2 separate regions of the Mus musculus genome follow, and region 2 is linked to region 1. The links are chromatin contacts, called in public HiChIP or PLAC-seq maps. All regions are on one chromosome and are shown on one strand. The core of a region is the stretch at or near the end of the contact, and the rest is flanking DNA. Distances in the headings are between cores, read along the strand shown. Region 1 holds the start of Usf3 (upstream transcription factor family member 3). Region 2 holds the start of Btla (B and T lymphocyte associated).

Region 1 (6,877 bases), core at 804-3,303:
TTGCATCTGGATTTGGTGTGCACACTATGAATTCCATCACTCATACTCAGGATGCAGAGGCAGCTGGATCTCTATGAGTTCAAAGCCAGCCTAGTCTACACACTGAGATTCTGTCTCAAACAACAAAATTCCAATATATATATATATAGGGGTTTTTTTTGTTTTGTTTTTTTGTTTTTTGTTTTTTTTGAGACAGGGTTTCTCTGTGCGGTCCTGGCTGTCCTGGAACTCACTCTGTAGACCAGGCTGGCCTAGAACTCAGAAATCTGCCTGCCTCTGCCTCCAAGTGCTGGGATTACAGGCATGTGCCACCACTGCCTGGCCAAATTTTTTTTTTATTTTAAATTAGAATTAATTTATTATAGTTCAGGAAGTTACGTGTAGCCCGGATTTGATATGTGTTACCCATAAAACCTTATATTTATACTGACATCGAAATGATTTCGTGTAGCTGGACATATATTAACATTATAGATTCATGGATGTATTATTAGTATTACTATTACAGATCTGATCCTAAGGTCTCTGCTGCTAGGGACTAGGGAATGACAAACGTATTCAAAAGTTAATTAAAACTCACTAGCAAGCTGGGCGGTGGGTGGTGGTGCAAGCCTTTAATCCCAGCACTTGGGAAGCAGAGGCAGGCGGATTTCTGAGTTCAAGGCCAGCCTGGTCTACAAAGTGAGTTCCAGGACAGCCAGGGCTACACAGAGAACCCTGTCTCGAAAAACAGCAACAACAACAAAAAAACTCACTGGCCTGGCCCAGATGGGACAAGGAAGTGAAAAAGAAATCAAACTGCCTATTAGCACCAAATTTGAAGTAACAGTAAGGGCCTATTTTATCACAGATTTTCAAAGTGCGGAGGAAACATAAAACGGGGTTACTGTTAACCTTTTTCTCAATGCAAGGTCTGTTTCTACTGTACATAGGTTCAAGTAGTATTTCTATTATGCCCTGCGTTCCAGTCCAATTGGCTATATCTGGTTGTGAAAAGCTCATAAATCTTTCACCACCACTAGGTGGAGAATCAGACACCTGTCTCGGGGAGGCGGGCTTGTGAAATGAAACAAAACTAGAAAAAGATAGCTGGATAGTTCAAGAGCTCCAAAGGCACTTTAGAGGACGCTGAGGTCTCCGGTCCTAAATAAGGGTGTCTAGTAGCCTAAATTTAAGGTTCCAATCCCATCCCCCAAAGCCACGCACTCACTTCCTTAGCAGGGGACTGCAGAACCTTTCTGAAAACGGGCTTCGTGCAAATAAAGGACGTCAAGAGTCCACCGTATACGAATTCCTGCAGTCTCCAATATCCAAAGATAGTGCACTGAGGGAAGTCACATAGGACTGGATTTTCCACCTTCATTTACCACCTTCTAACCCTCCAGGCTAAAGGTACTTGTCTATCTTTTGCCACTCTCCTCCTCTTCAGTTTTTTTCATTTCTACGCTTGCATTGAAAGCTGCCATAAGCATAATACAGAACAGGGTGCGAGGAAGTTTCTTAAAAACCTCTTTTTTTTTTTTTTTTTCCTAGCTTCTCAAAGCGTCCCCTTTAAGGAACCAGGCCCACCTCTTTCTCATCCACCTACTGGCTTTCCTTTCTGCCTGTCACTCTACCTTTAAGAATATTTCCTGTTCTTTCAACCCAACTTGCACACCTCCGCCCCCCGGCCTTGGTCATTGGGCCGCCCGAGGCCTGTTCCCTCCTAGCTTTTCCCTCCTTCTCCTCCCGCCCTCCAGCCTAGCGCAGCGGAATCCCGGCTTCTGACTGGCCACGGTGGCAGCCTCCCCAGCACCGGATTGGCCGGCCGGTTGGTCGGGGCGGGAGCGAGGCGCATCCAGGCTAGGCTGTGCGCGTGCCGAGCGGCGGCCGCGGGAGGGGCGGGAGGGGCGGGGGGAGGGGGGCTGGGAAAGTTGAGGCCGTGCTGCCGCCGGGTCTCCGGCCTCGAGGGCTCGGGCTCGCTGCGGCGGCGGTGGCCGCGAGGAGAGGCGGCGGGGGCGGGGGGAGAGGAGGGCCCGGGCCCGCGCTCCCCCAGCCCCGCAGAAGCAGGGGGCGGCCGCGGACCCAGAGGCTCGCCTAGACGGCCAGACACCGCTGCCTTCCGCTCCTGGGACCATGACCCAGGCGGGGGTCGCCGCCGCCGTGGCCCGGAGCGCGTCACCGGCGGGTGAGTGGCCGCGGGAGGGGGCGCTGACAGCCGGGACCGCGGCTGCGGGGGCGGCTCCGGGGGGCGGCCCCGGGCTCAGCTCCACCCACCCCCTCCTAGCCGCGGGAGGTGAGGGCTAGGCTGAGTGCCCCTCGTTCCTGGGGTCCCCAGAACTCCCCACCTATCCCGGGGCGATCGCTCTCTTCACTCCGGCATGCTCGCACCCTGGGTGCCAGGCCTGAGGGAGCTCGCCCTGCTCCCGGTGCGCGCCGGCGGACAGAGGCCCCATGCTGTCCTGGGTGCATAAAGAGCTGGGCAGCCAGGTCCCCACCGGGTGGCCTTTGCTAGCCTCCTTCACCTTTTGCCATCCCTTCCATCTCTTTACTTGTCTTCTGACTTTCCTTCTGATCCACTCGTCAAACTCGCTGCTTGCTTTTGTAACTTTCACCTCTGTGTCGGAGAGTTAGGCTGACGTTTTCTTTTTAGAAGCCCATCTTTTTGCTTCTGAATAGCACTGGTCCATGCGAATGGCATTCTTGTCCGATTTCAAATTTCCTGAACAAGCATGAGGTTTCTGGACGCTTGGCTGAGGTTGGGCATTTTGGGGATAGAGTTCTCTTCTCTCTGTGGGGTCTTTTTTGCTTTTATTGACCTCATCTGTAGATAAGAGACCACAAAAAACTAACTGCCAAAACCAACTAATGTTCAGATAACATTTTACCACTAAGTTGAGTGAATTAACAAACATGATAGGTCTGGCCGACTTTATGGGTAACAGTGGCAGAGTCTTAAAGGAAACTTTGATGAGTAAGTGGACCCTGCAGTAGCTTTTCCCCATGGCCAGTCAGATCTGCTCTTTGCAGGGCCGACAGTTTCCTCGGTGACCTTTTCCTTTCCCTCAGAACACTTGACTTGCTGTATGGATACTATGTTTCCATTTGCTTGGGAAATACACAACGTATTTGTTGCAAACTGAGGAAGATTCATTGAGAAGCCAAGAGTTGTGAATGAAAGCTGTATCAAGAAGCATGCCAAAGGCCAACAGCCACTTGTGACCCAGAATGAACATAAAAGTGGTCCAACCCAAAATTGAAAACATATCCAATCCCTTGAGGGTTTCTTTTTTTCCTTTCTTAATTTCATTGTATGGTTCCAGAGAGTGAACCTTGTAAAGACAAGTTTGTGTCACAATGTCAAAAGGTTGGGCAGTAGTCTAAACATTATGACTTTTGTATAGATTAGCTTTAGTAGTTTGGTGATTGTAGTAGTCTGTGCATTGATGAAATGTAGAACTCTTTTGATACAAAAGCATTTCCATTCAGTGTGGTAAGGGCCACCTAGAATAGTTATTTTCTACCCTAGTCGTCTATAGAACATCACAGAAGTTTTTTTAAAAAAGATTTTACAGTGAGCTAGTTTTGTATGAAACACACACATGTGCGCGCGCACACACACTTGCACATGCACATGCACGCACTGTTTAACTCCAGCTAGAAGAGAAGCTTCCACAGATAGCAAGCTTGGAACCCCTGGCAGTAAAGCCAGGTCTTAATGTTATCTCACGCTGTTCCTTCCTGTGGTCAAGCCCAATGGTTTCTTAACTGGATTGTTTGTTACAGTCACCTTCCCAGACTTTACCTTTGATCTGGAGGGAGGCAGGCTGTGGTATACCTCTTAAAACTCTCCAGGCTATTCTGCTCAGCAGCCAGGGCTGAAAATTACCTTAAGCTTGGTACAATGTCCAGGCTGTTCTGCTTGTATTCCAGGGTTTTCCTTGGCAAGCCTTAAGTTGTGTATTCAACTTTTGCCCCACAACCTTCCATGTGAACCTTTGGACCCCACTCAGATAATGCAATTTAGATCCCTGCTGTTGCTAACTTGGGTGTTTCTCCTCTATATCAAGTAATTGTAGTGACAGATCCCTTAAATATGAAATCTTTGGTATGTAAGTGCACATATACCGTGAGTGTGTGTGTGTGTGTGTGTGTGTGTGATAAAGGATCTCTCGTTGCTCCTAGGCTGACTTTGAATTTGTAGCGATCCTCAGGCTTTTATCTCCCAAGTGCTGGAATTACAGATGTGTGCCCTCATACCTCACACCAAGAATAGTTTTAGATTTTAAAAATTACATTATTGAGAGGGGGGGTGGGTCTGCATTTGCAGTATATAGATGCGGGGTCAGAGGACAACTTGAGAGACAGTTTTCTGCTGTGTGGGATTGGACTCAACTTGGCAGGCTTGGCAGCAAGTACTTGGTGAGCCATCTTACCAAGCCAACAACAAATTTTGTTTTGTTTTGTTTTGTTTTGTTTTTCGAGACAGAGTTTCTCTGTGTATCTTTGGCTGCCCTGGAATTCCATGGGTAGACCAGGCTAGCCTTGATCTCAAAGATCCATCTGCCTCTGCCTTCCAAGTGCTGGGATTAAAGGTGTGTGCCACCACCACCCAGATGAGTCTATTTTTGTTGGTGGTTCTTATATAGTTTCAAGTTTGATTTTTTTTATTAGATATTGTCTTCATTTACATTTCAAATGCTATCCCAAATGTCTCCTATACCCCCTCCCCTGCCCTGCTCCCCTACCCACTTACTACCACTTCCTGGCCCTGGCGTTCCCCTGTACTGAGGCATATAAAGTTTGCTAGACCAAGGGGCCTCTCTTCCCAATGATGGCCAACTAGGGCACCTTCTGCTACATATGTAGCTAGAGACACGAGTTCTGGGGGTACTGGTTAGTTCATATTGTTGTTTCACCTATAGGGTTGCAGATCCCTTCAGCTCTTTGGGTACTTTCTCTAGCTCCTCCATTGGGGGCCCTGTGTTCCATCCAATAGCTGACTGTGAGCATCCACTTCTGTATTTGCCAGGCACTGGCAAAGCCTCACCGGAGACAGGTCAAGTTTGACAACTTTGAATTGGACAATCAGTTTGGGGTTGGGGGAGGGGTTATCCTAGATGAGGCTAATTCTCCCAATGATCATTAGTTGCTGTAATTTTTTTTGTATAGGGATGGGAACATGATGAGATTTTCTTCCTTCCACATTAGCATGTCCATTGAGATCACCATTGTTCTGATCTGGGTTTTGCAGCCATTTCTAAGAGAGACCATTTCACTGCCATCTGCTGATATTCTGGTTCTTATGATCCTTCCTACCCCTCTTCCATGATGTTTCCAGACCACAGATGCAGGAACTGTGGTGGAGATGCACCTGCTGGGGCTGGGCTCCCCATAATCGGTTGATCTCTGCATTGTGTCCTGTTGTGGTGGGGTTTTTTTGGTTTGTTTGTTTGTTTGTTGTTTTGCTTTTGTGATGGTCTCCATTTGCTTTAAAGAGAAGTGTCTTATGAGGGGTGGTAGCTAATCTAGGAAAAGTGGCTCCTATACCTCAGCGTGTTTTTGTGATAAGCTCTCATTGAACTTTCAAACTACATGTTGTTTAAAAAACTCTCTTTGAGCCGGCCATGGTGGCGCACGTCTTTAATCCCAGCACTCGGAAGGCTGAGGCAGGCGGATTTCTGAGTTTGAGGCCAGCCTGGTCTACAAAGTGAGTTCCAGGACAGCCAGGCTACACAGAGAAACCCTGTCTCCAAAAACCTAAAAAAAAAAACCCAAAAACTCCCTTTGTACTGATAGTGTGGGTTAATTCAACACATAGGGTTTTTTGTTTGTTTGTTTGTTTTTGTTTTTCTTTTACAATTCAGTGGCAAAGAGTGTTTTGTTCCTGTGGTTTAGAATTTTCTTGAGCTCATTCCAACCATGGGTTTGGGTTTGATTCCTACTATGGCTTAGGAGTGTCCTCATCCCATAACTAGTATTGAGTTCCTTTGTGAAGTGTTACTGTTGTTGTGTAAGACAGTATATCTTGGAACTCCATATGTAGACCAGGCTAGTCTCAAGTTCTTGAGATCCGCTTGTGTCTTCTTCCAAATGCTGGACTTCTAGCTGTCCACCATGCCTTGCTTTCAAAGTATTTTCATATATTTACCTGTTTTTTTTTTTCAGCAGGTTGATTATTTTCTTTTTTTGTAGTCCCTAGACTTACATGTTAGTACTTATCACATAGCCACAGGTATGTGTTTATCTGACTGCTAGCCTTCAGGGCCTCTATGTTCAAGGGCATGATCTTCATTGTATTTCTAGATACTATTGAAGTATTACAGAGCTAGAACACTCCAACCATAGGAACTGTGTCCGCTAATACTGAATTTGTCACTAACAGACACTGAAAAAAAAAAAAAAAACTGTGTTAAATGTGACTGCCATACTTTATTATACATAGGATATTAAACATATCTTTAACAAAAGTTGATTTGATATTAATTGGCTTTGCCAAAACTACATTTTGTCTTTATGGATTTAGATGCCTTAAATGTGTATTCTTCCATATATGCATGTGTATACACCTTAAGCATTTTTCTTTGAGCTTGTTATTCATAAAATATTTGTGAAACCCTTACTAATAGGAAAACTGTTAACTGTTCAATTGGATAATTTTTCTTTTTCTCATTAGATTTTCCATGTGGGTACAATTGTGCTACTTCAGAAGGCCAGATCTTTTAATTAGATCAGTAGGGCTTGATAAGTTGCTCCTATTAATGTGCTAATACTGTGTTTTTAATTCAGCTCATCAAGTATTTATTGAATACTTGCATTTGCCCAACGCCATAGGTGCTAAGAAGAATGTAGAAATAGTAAATACTGAACTCAGCTCGTAAGAACATTTGGGGAAGAC
Region 2 (6,960 bases), core at 160-2,659, 1.1 Mb after region 1:
GAGGGGGAGGAGGAGAGAGAACAAGAACCACTAGAGAACTATGATGGTCTGGAGTTGACAGAGTTTATTTGTGGTTTGGATGATATCTCGAGCTTTAGGATGGGTGGTGATTCAAGGCTTTTCTTCGAAACCTCTTAGGCTATTTTAGAGGTACATTGAGCCTTGTTTCTACTGCCAACAGGAGTTTTGCACCCCATTCTGAGCAAGGAAGGGGGATGAGTTGTATAAAATGAACCATAAGCAGGGTGCTTCCTTGGTCAACAGTGCAGATTCTAGGAGCTCTGCAGACTACCTGTATCATCTGGCGTACCAGGGGTGCGTGAGCATCAGCATGGATTGGCTGAGTTCCTTAAATTCTGGAGCGGCGTTCACTCATGTTGGTATTCCAGCCACTGTGGCTTATCTGGACAAATATGCAATAGGTACCCTAAATGGAGTTTGGCCTTGGAAGGGTACCATTAGCCTCTGAGGGAAAGATTTCTCAATTTCATTCAATGAGTTAAACTGCACAGGTGCCACCTCTCCATTTGGAATTACCAAATTCCTGTTGTTATAAGCTAGTGATTGAACGTGGGCTGCGTGCCCACAGCCCCTCAGCAACCCTGAGCTATCCAATTTTGAACTTTTTCCATTTCTTACTTTACTGCTTCATCTCGACAACAACCACATAAAGCATGCGGAAAATGAAAGTTTCCTCTAATTGGCACTCAAGTGCTCATTTTGCTTAGAACTTTAATATTTAGGAAGATCGTGTAGCTAGTACTAACGGCAAGCATGTATTCCGTTGATAGGCATCTACAGACTGAAGAAGGAGGCCCTTCCCTCTTCTGTTGATGAAATGCACCCTGTCAGTCATTTTCTCCATAACGTCAGATAAGTCTTCATTGGTTTCATGACAAGGAACATTCTCATCTTACTGTGCCTTTATGGGAGCATGGGGGGAGGGTTGTAAGATACATTACACTGATGAAGTATCATAATCACAAACTATAAAAAGGGGAAATATATGCTTACCATAGGTACTTTTTGTATGAATTTCCTGACCCTGATTTGATCAGAATCTAAACCTAAAGACTGTAACAATTTAGATCTTTTTTTTTTTAAGTTTAATTGTTCACTTTGAGAAAAACCTCAAGGTTATGCAAGAATGGTGGCAGAGCGGAAGCAAGGAGCCAGCTGCTTTGCACATCAGAGGGCTTGAAAGAGAACAGCAGGTCGGATCAGAAACAAAACCACAGCAGGGCCTCTTGCTCTCACAAATCCTTCGGACTACTCACACTGTCCTCTCCCACCAGGTCTCCTGATTTGATTTAAATTAATTAATTTATTTTGGCCTAAGATGCTGCTAGTGTGAATAACGTGACCCAGCTCTGAAGATCTCTAGGGAGGAAGAGGAAGTTTGCCCTTACCTGACACGTGCTGGGAATGAAGACAGTGCCTGCCATGCTTGGGACTCCTCGGTTATTTAGGGAATTCTTCATCCTCCATCTGGGCCTCTGGAGCATCCTTTGTGAGAAAGCTACTAAGAGGAATGGTAAGGGACCTACTAAGAAAGCTGGTTTTCTTCCTCGGGGTTCCTGTCAGTGATAGTTGAGCTTGCTCTGTGGAGAGGGATGTTCATGTCCAGGGCATATATAGCTCAGAGTGATGAGTCCCTTTTGCTTCTTGAAAACGCTCCAGGATGTGAGTGAAGTTAGGACATGCTACTCACCTGGCTACAGAGCAAAAACTGATCCATAGCTGGAGCTAAGTTTCCTAAAACCAGGTCCTGATGGTAAGTGAAGAGATTTGAGCAGATGTTATAAATGTGTCAGTACAGATTTGTCACTATTACAAAACTCTCTGTGGCTGCCATGCTAACAGAAAAGACTTGTTACGTTCATGTCTTGGTATCAGATGTCAGCAGGATGTTGTAGTGCTTACTGGGGTGGGAAAGCTTTTGGATACTTGTGGTTATAGCTGTGGCCATGGTTACACTCAAATAATGTTCAATCTAAATAGACTGCCTCCTTCTTTCTGTGGGGTATACTATGAGAATACTGTGGGGTGTACTATGAGAGTACTAAGCAGGCTTCTCGATGTGAGGCTGAAGAGTAAATCATGAGTGTCGCTTTAGTTTGTCTGGACAGGATGATTTGTGAATGGTCGCCAACTGAAAATAGGAAACAATTCTCCATAGTTTATGAAGACAAGGTCTGTAATGCTTGGGATCCTTGGGTTATTTATCTTCCACCATCACACGTGTAGCAACTGGGCACATTCGTGTTGGATTGAAAAATAGAACCACTGAGGTCCTGTGGAATGTCATCTTGAAATCTGGAACTGTGAGGTTTAGGATTCAATGATCTGATGTCACAAGACCACCTAGCCAAGAGCAGAGTAGAACTTCTTCTTAGTCATTCAAGCCCTTGTTTATTATTACCCACCTCTGAAAGACAAGAGGAGTCAAATATTAATTCTATTTAATTCTAAGGGACCTCTTGCAGACTGGACTCTGTGAAACAAAGGAAATATTTTTAATTTTATAGCACAATTGGGGTTGTAATTCGCATTATATTCTTCTACCCAGTATGTTATAATCTGGTATTTATTACGCACAGAAACTTGGTTATCAGGTGGGAGTATTTATTCCCTCTGCTACTTACATTATGAACTCAGTTAAGTTTCTTCTCCTTTCTTAGTTTTCCTTTCTTCATTAAAAAATATATAATTATACCTAGCAGTTGGCCTTTTCTTATACCTATAGTGCCTAGCTATGGTAAGTAGATGCAATTAAAGCTTGATAAATGTTAATGGTGACCTTTGCCAATAGTTTTTTCCTTCAGTACCTTTGATAAAATCCAATTAAATGAGAACTTAGGTTTAACATTAAAACCTTAAGTAGATCTAGTTTTAAAAATCGCCAAATGCTATAGATATTTAGTTATGAAGTAAGATTATAATGCAGGCATACATTGTAGAATGTTTAAATCAATTGAGCTAACTTGCCTATGACCTTACATACTTATCATTTTAAATTTACCAGATCTTAATTTTAAAATAATTAGCTGTAGTCACTGTGTTTTGACTAGAACATTTTACTTATGTCTAGCTCTGACTTCATGCTTTGTTATTAATGTCTCACTAATACTTGCTTCAAATAATTAATATTTTGTTTGAAATTTTTATCCCCAAACATAATAAATCAATATATAGAGAAAATGAAATGGAAAGATTTAGATAAGCACAGGCCAGGTGCCTTATTCAGCAGTTTTTATGGTGGATTACAATGTTGCTCATATTAAATTACTAACATAGACTGGGTGTTGATAGGATGGCTCAGTGGGTAGAGGTGCTTGCTGCCAAATCTGATAAATTGTGTTCAATCCCTAGGACCCACATGGTAGAGGGAGAAAACTTAACCTGGAATCTTGAAAGTTATTAATATTCTCTCTAATCCCTATTCATGTGTTATCCCCCCAAACACACACACACACACTCCAGTGCACATGCACACACACATGTGCATATACACATTAAATAAATGTAATAAAATATATTTTAAAAGAATATAGGTCGAGAAAGGAGCATTTGGTGAGTTTTGGAAGGGTGGTTCAGTGATAGAGCACTTACGTAACATAATGAGGGCTTAGACTATTCTCAGCACCCTGCTGTCCCCTCCCTTCAAAAGAAGAATGTAAAAAGTAATCTTTTGTAAAAATTTATTCTTCTGGACAAAACCGATAGTGGATACATTCCTTAAAATTATACTAATGACATAAATAGCCTTTATAGTCTGAAGAAGTCCTATGACTTTCAGTAACTATGGAATTCTTTACAACACTATATTTTCAACTTATTTAAGGATGGTTTAACAATATTTCCCACCGTTATAGTAATATGAAATTCTAAGGAGGTGGGTTTTTGTGTTTCTCAAGAGTGGGGAAATACAGAGAAAAACTCCCCTAGTTTCAAGACCATCATTTCTCTCCTGATTGAAGTAGAGTAGAAATCACTGCTCCTCAGGACGCCTGAAAGATGAAAATCAAGTTGAGCTGGTAGGTCTCGTTAACATTTTTTGCCTTTTCCCTAATTGCCATGTTCATCTAATGAACAACCTGGAGTTCACATCCATCACAAATAGTCCACAGTTCCCAAGTCATCAGTAGGAGAAACCGAGGTGTTCAGCTCTGAGCTGGATGGGAGTGGCTCACTTCATTTTCATTTGTGATACTAGAAAAGGAAAGTGGACACTGGGGAACAATGGGTGGATTTTTAACCACAGAGACAGAGTCAACTATATCTGGGGCTTGAGATCCAGTGTCAAGTCTGCCATCTCTGTAGCAGACTGTATTGGGGATGTGAGAAAATCAGTTGAAGGGAAGTGAAAGTGGACTTCCCTGCACCTTTCTTTCTCTTTTTCTTTTTTCTTTCTTTTTTTTCCCTTATTAGATATTTTCTTTATTTACATTTCAAATGTTATCCCCTTTTCTAGTTTCCCCTCTGAAAATACCCTATCCCCTCCCTCCTCCCCCTGCTCATCAACCCACCCACTCCTGATGCTGCTTCTTAGCCCTGGCATTCCCCTACACTGAAGCATAGAGCCTACACAGGACCAAGGGCCTCTCCTCCCATTGATGACCGTCTAGGCCATCCTCTGCTACATATGCAGCTAGAGCCAAAAGTCCCACCATGTGTACTCTTTGGTTGGTGGTTTAGTCCCAGGGAGCTCTGGGGGTACTGGTTAGTTCATATTGTTGTTCCTCCTATGCCCTGCACCCTTCTGACTTAACATACTCTTACTGAACATCACAAGGAAACACCTCTTGACACTTAGGAAAACTCATGCTGGTTTCTGATAGAATGTGAGAGCAGCTCACCAGTTCTACTGCCAACAGCTGTTAAGGCTGGCTTCCCTTCCTGAAAGCTTTGTGATCGAGGTAGAGAGGTCCTGCCATCTATGGAAGTCAAAACCCACTTGTAACAGGTAGCCAGTGCTCCCCTGACCAGAAGTATTCTATAGCTTATCAGTATGAATCATTATTCCTTGGATTCACTAAACTGTTCAAACCCTTCTGTTATTCACTGGAGATATTTATATATTAACTACCAAACTAACAGCCAGAACCTCACCCCTTGACGCATACAATGGACGAGGAATTCCATGCGATGGGATGAATGTGAAGCCTTTGACCTGGGGGGCAAAGGCAATGAACAATAGGGGTAGAAACATAAGGAGACACCTGCCACCTTGTAGACGCATAATGAAGTATCAAGAGCCAACTTTAAAACAGCCAAAGACAAAGCTGTTTGTAGTTTTGGCTATGTCAATCAAGCCTTGTTGGTCAGTGTAATTCTATAACATTTTTATTTATATAACGGAATTACAGCATGTCCCTTTGCCATCTCTATTAATTGTTTGCCTGTCACAGATCCCATTTATTACACACCACTGTTAATTCCATGAAAGTAATTAAGATTAATTTTTTAGAACAGAGGTACTTGGGGAAGATGTTTGGATTTCTATTTTGTCCCTGACACTCACTGGCTTTATAGCTTTTGACAATTACTTATGTGTCAGTTTTATAAATCTATATTATTATGAAAATAGCAATACCTGGATTTATTGTTTCTAAGTATAATCTGAGTGTAGTGATAAGAACTTTTTCTACATATTCTCATTCACAATAAGCCTTTGGGTCACAGCCTGCGTCTTGGAGTAAGCAGTGGACCTGGGTTCAGATTCTAGTTCCAAATCTTTCTCCCACTACATGGTGACCTATGGTTGGTGGCTTATTTGTTCTAAAATTCAGTGTACTCAACTTATATAAAAAGACAGTGCTAGTAACTACCTTATAAAATCATTGTGTAATATATTGAAGTAATATATGTATGATTTCTTAATTAGGATCAGTCAACTTGTAAATTGTCAAATTTTACAATGGTGCAAAAGTGATAGGAATTCAGTAGAAGATACACTTCAAAATTTTGATATCTTCCAGGCTAACAATATGTGCTATGGACAGTCTTTTGCAATGCTGTGTAACCCTACTCAACTGTACAATCACTAAGATAAACATGATAGTATACCATGTCACAAGCATTTTTTAATTTTTTTTGGTTAACTATATTCTAAAATTCCATGAGGTAACAACACTTAATTATAAAATAGACTTTATATTGGTTTATTTTTACTTACTGTAGGCTAATTTGTTTTGAATAAGTTTAAGGCAGAATAGATTAATATATGGTGCTTGATAGGCTAGGTTTGCCAAATGCAATTTGACTTAAAGTATTTTTTAAAAATTATGATGAGTTTATCAGGATGTGATTTTACAATAATTCAAAGATCACTTGTAACTATGATGCCCCTAAAAGGCTTAGCACATAGTAAGAACTTCAGAATTACTAGTCATCTCTCCATTTGCCTGCTTTTGTGCTAAACCTGAGAGGTGTGTATGGCACTTTAATAAGAGAGATTTGGGGGCGGGGGTAACTAGTTATGAGTAAGTTAGATGAGGTTCTGGAATTATCTGCTATACTGCCTTGTTTTGTGTGTCAACTTGACAGAAGTGGAGTTATCACAGAGAAAGGAGCCTCCCTTGAGGAAATGCCTCCATGAGATCCAGCTGTAAGGCATTTTCTCAATTAGTGATCAAGGGTGGGAGGGCCCATTGTGGGTGATGCCATCCCTGAGCTGGTAGTCCTGGGTTCTATAAGAAAGCAAGCTTAGCAAGCCAGGGGAAGCAAACCAGTAAGAAACATCCCTCCATGGTCTCTGTATCAGTTCCTGCCTCTAGGTTCCTACCCTGTGTGAGTTCTTGTCCTGACTTTCTTTGGTGATGAACAGTAATGTGGCAGTGTAAGCTGAATAAACCCTTTCCTCCCCAACTGGCTTCTTGGTCATGATGTTTTGTGCAGGAATAGAAACCCTGACTAAGGCATCTGCCAAACATGGCTTAAATTATTCTCTGGGTGACT

Evidence for each region. HiChIP or PLAC-seq counts read pairs in DNA pulled down with a chosen protein or histone mark.
Region 2: an H3K27ac HiChIP or PLAC-seq map of thymic regulatory T cells shows a contact between it and region 1, with 5 times the contacts expected there. The contact joins the promoter of Btla here to the promoter of Usf3 in region 1. A contact is called at or near these places in 1 of 39 promoter capture datasets (liver), 1 of 484 Hi-C or Micro-C datasets (B cells) and 1 of 115 datasets of contacts at active chromatin or transcription factors (thymic regulatory T cells).

What each region holds. Positions count from the first base shown.
Region 1 is chr16:44,171,344-44,178,220 of GRCm38.p6, forward strand. It overlaps Usf3 (upstream transcription factor family member 3), which reads left to right and starts at 2,054. Exons shown (of 8, transcript NM_001029889.2): 1 at 2,054-2,167.
Region 2 is chr16:45,222,928-45,229,887 of GRCm38.p6, forward strand. Btla (B and T lymphocyte associated) reads left to right here and starts at 1,410. Exons shown (of 6, transcript NM_001037719.2): 1 at 1,410-1,534. The coding sequence starts at 1,426.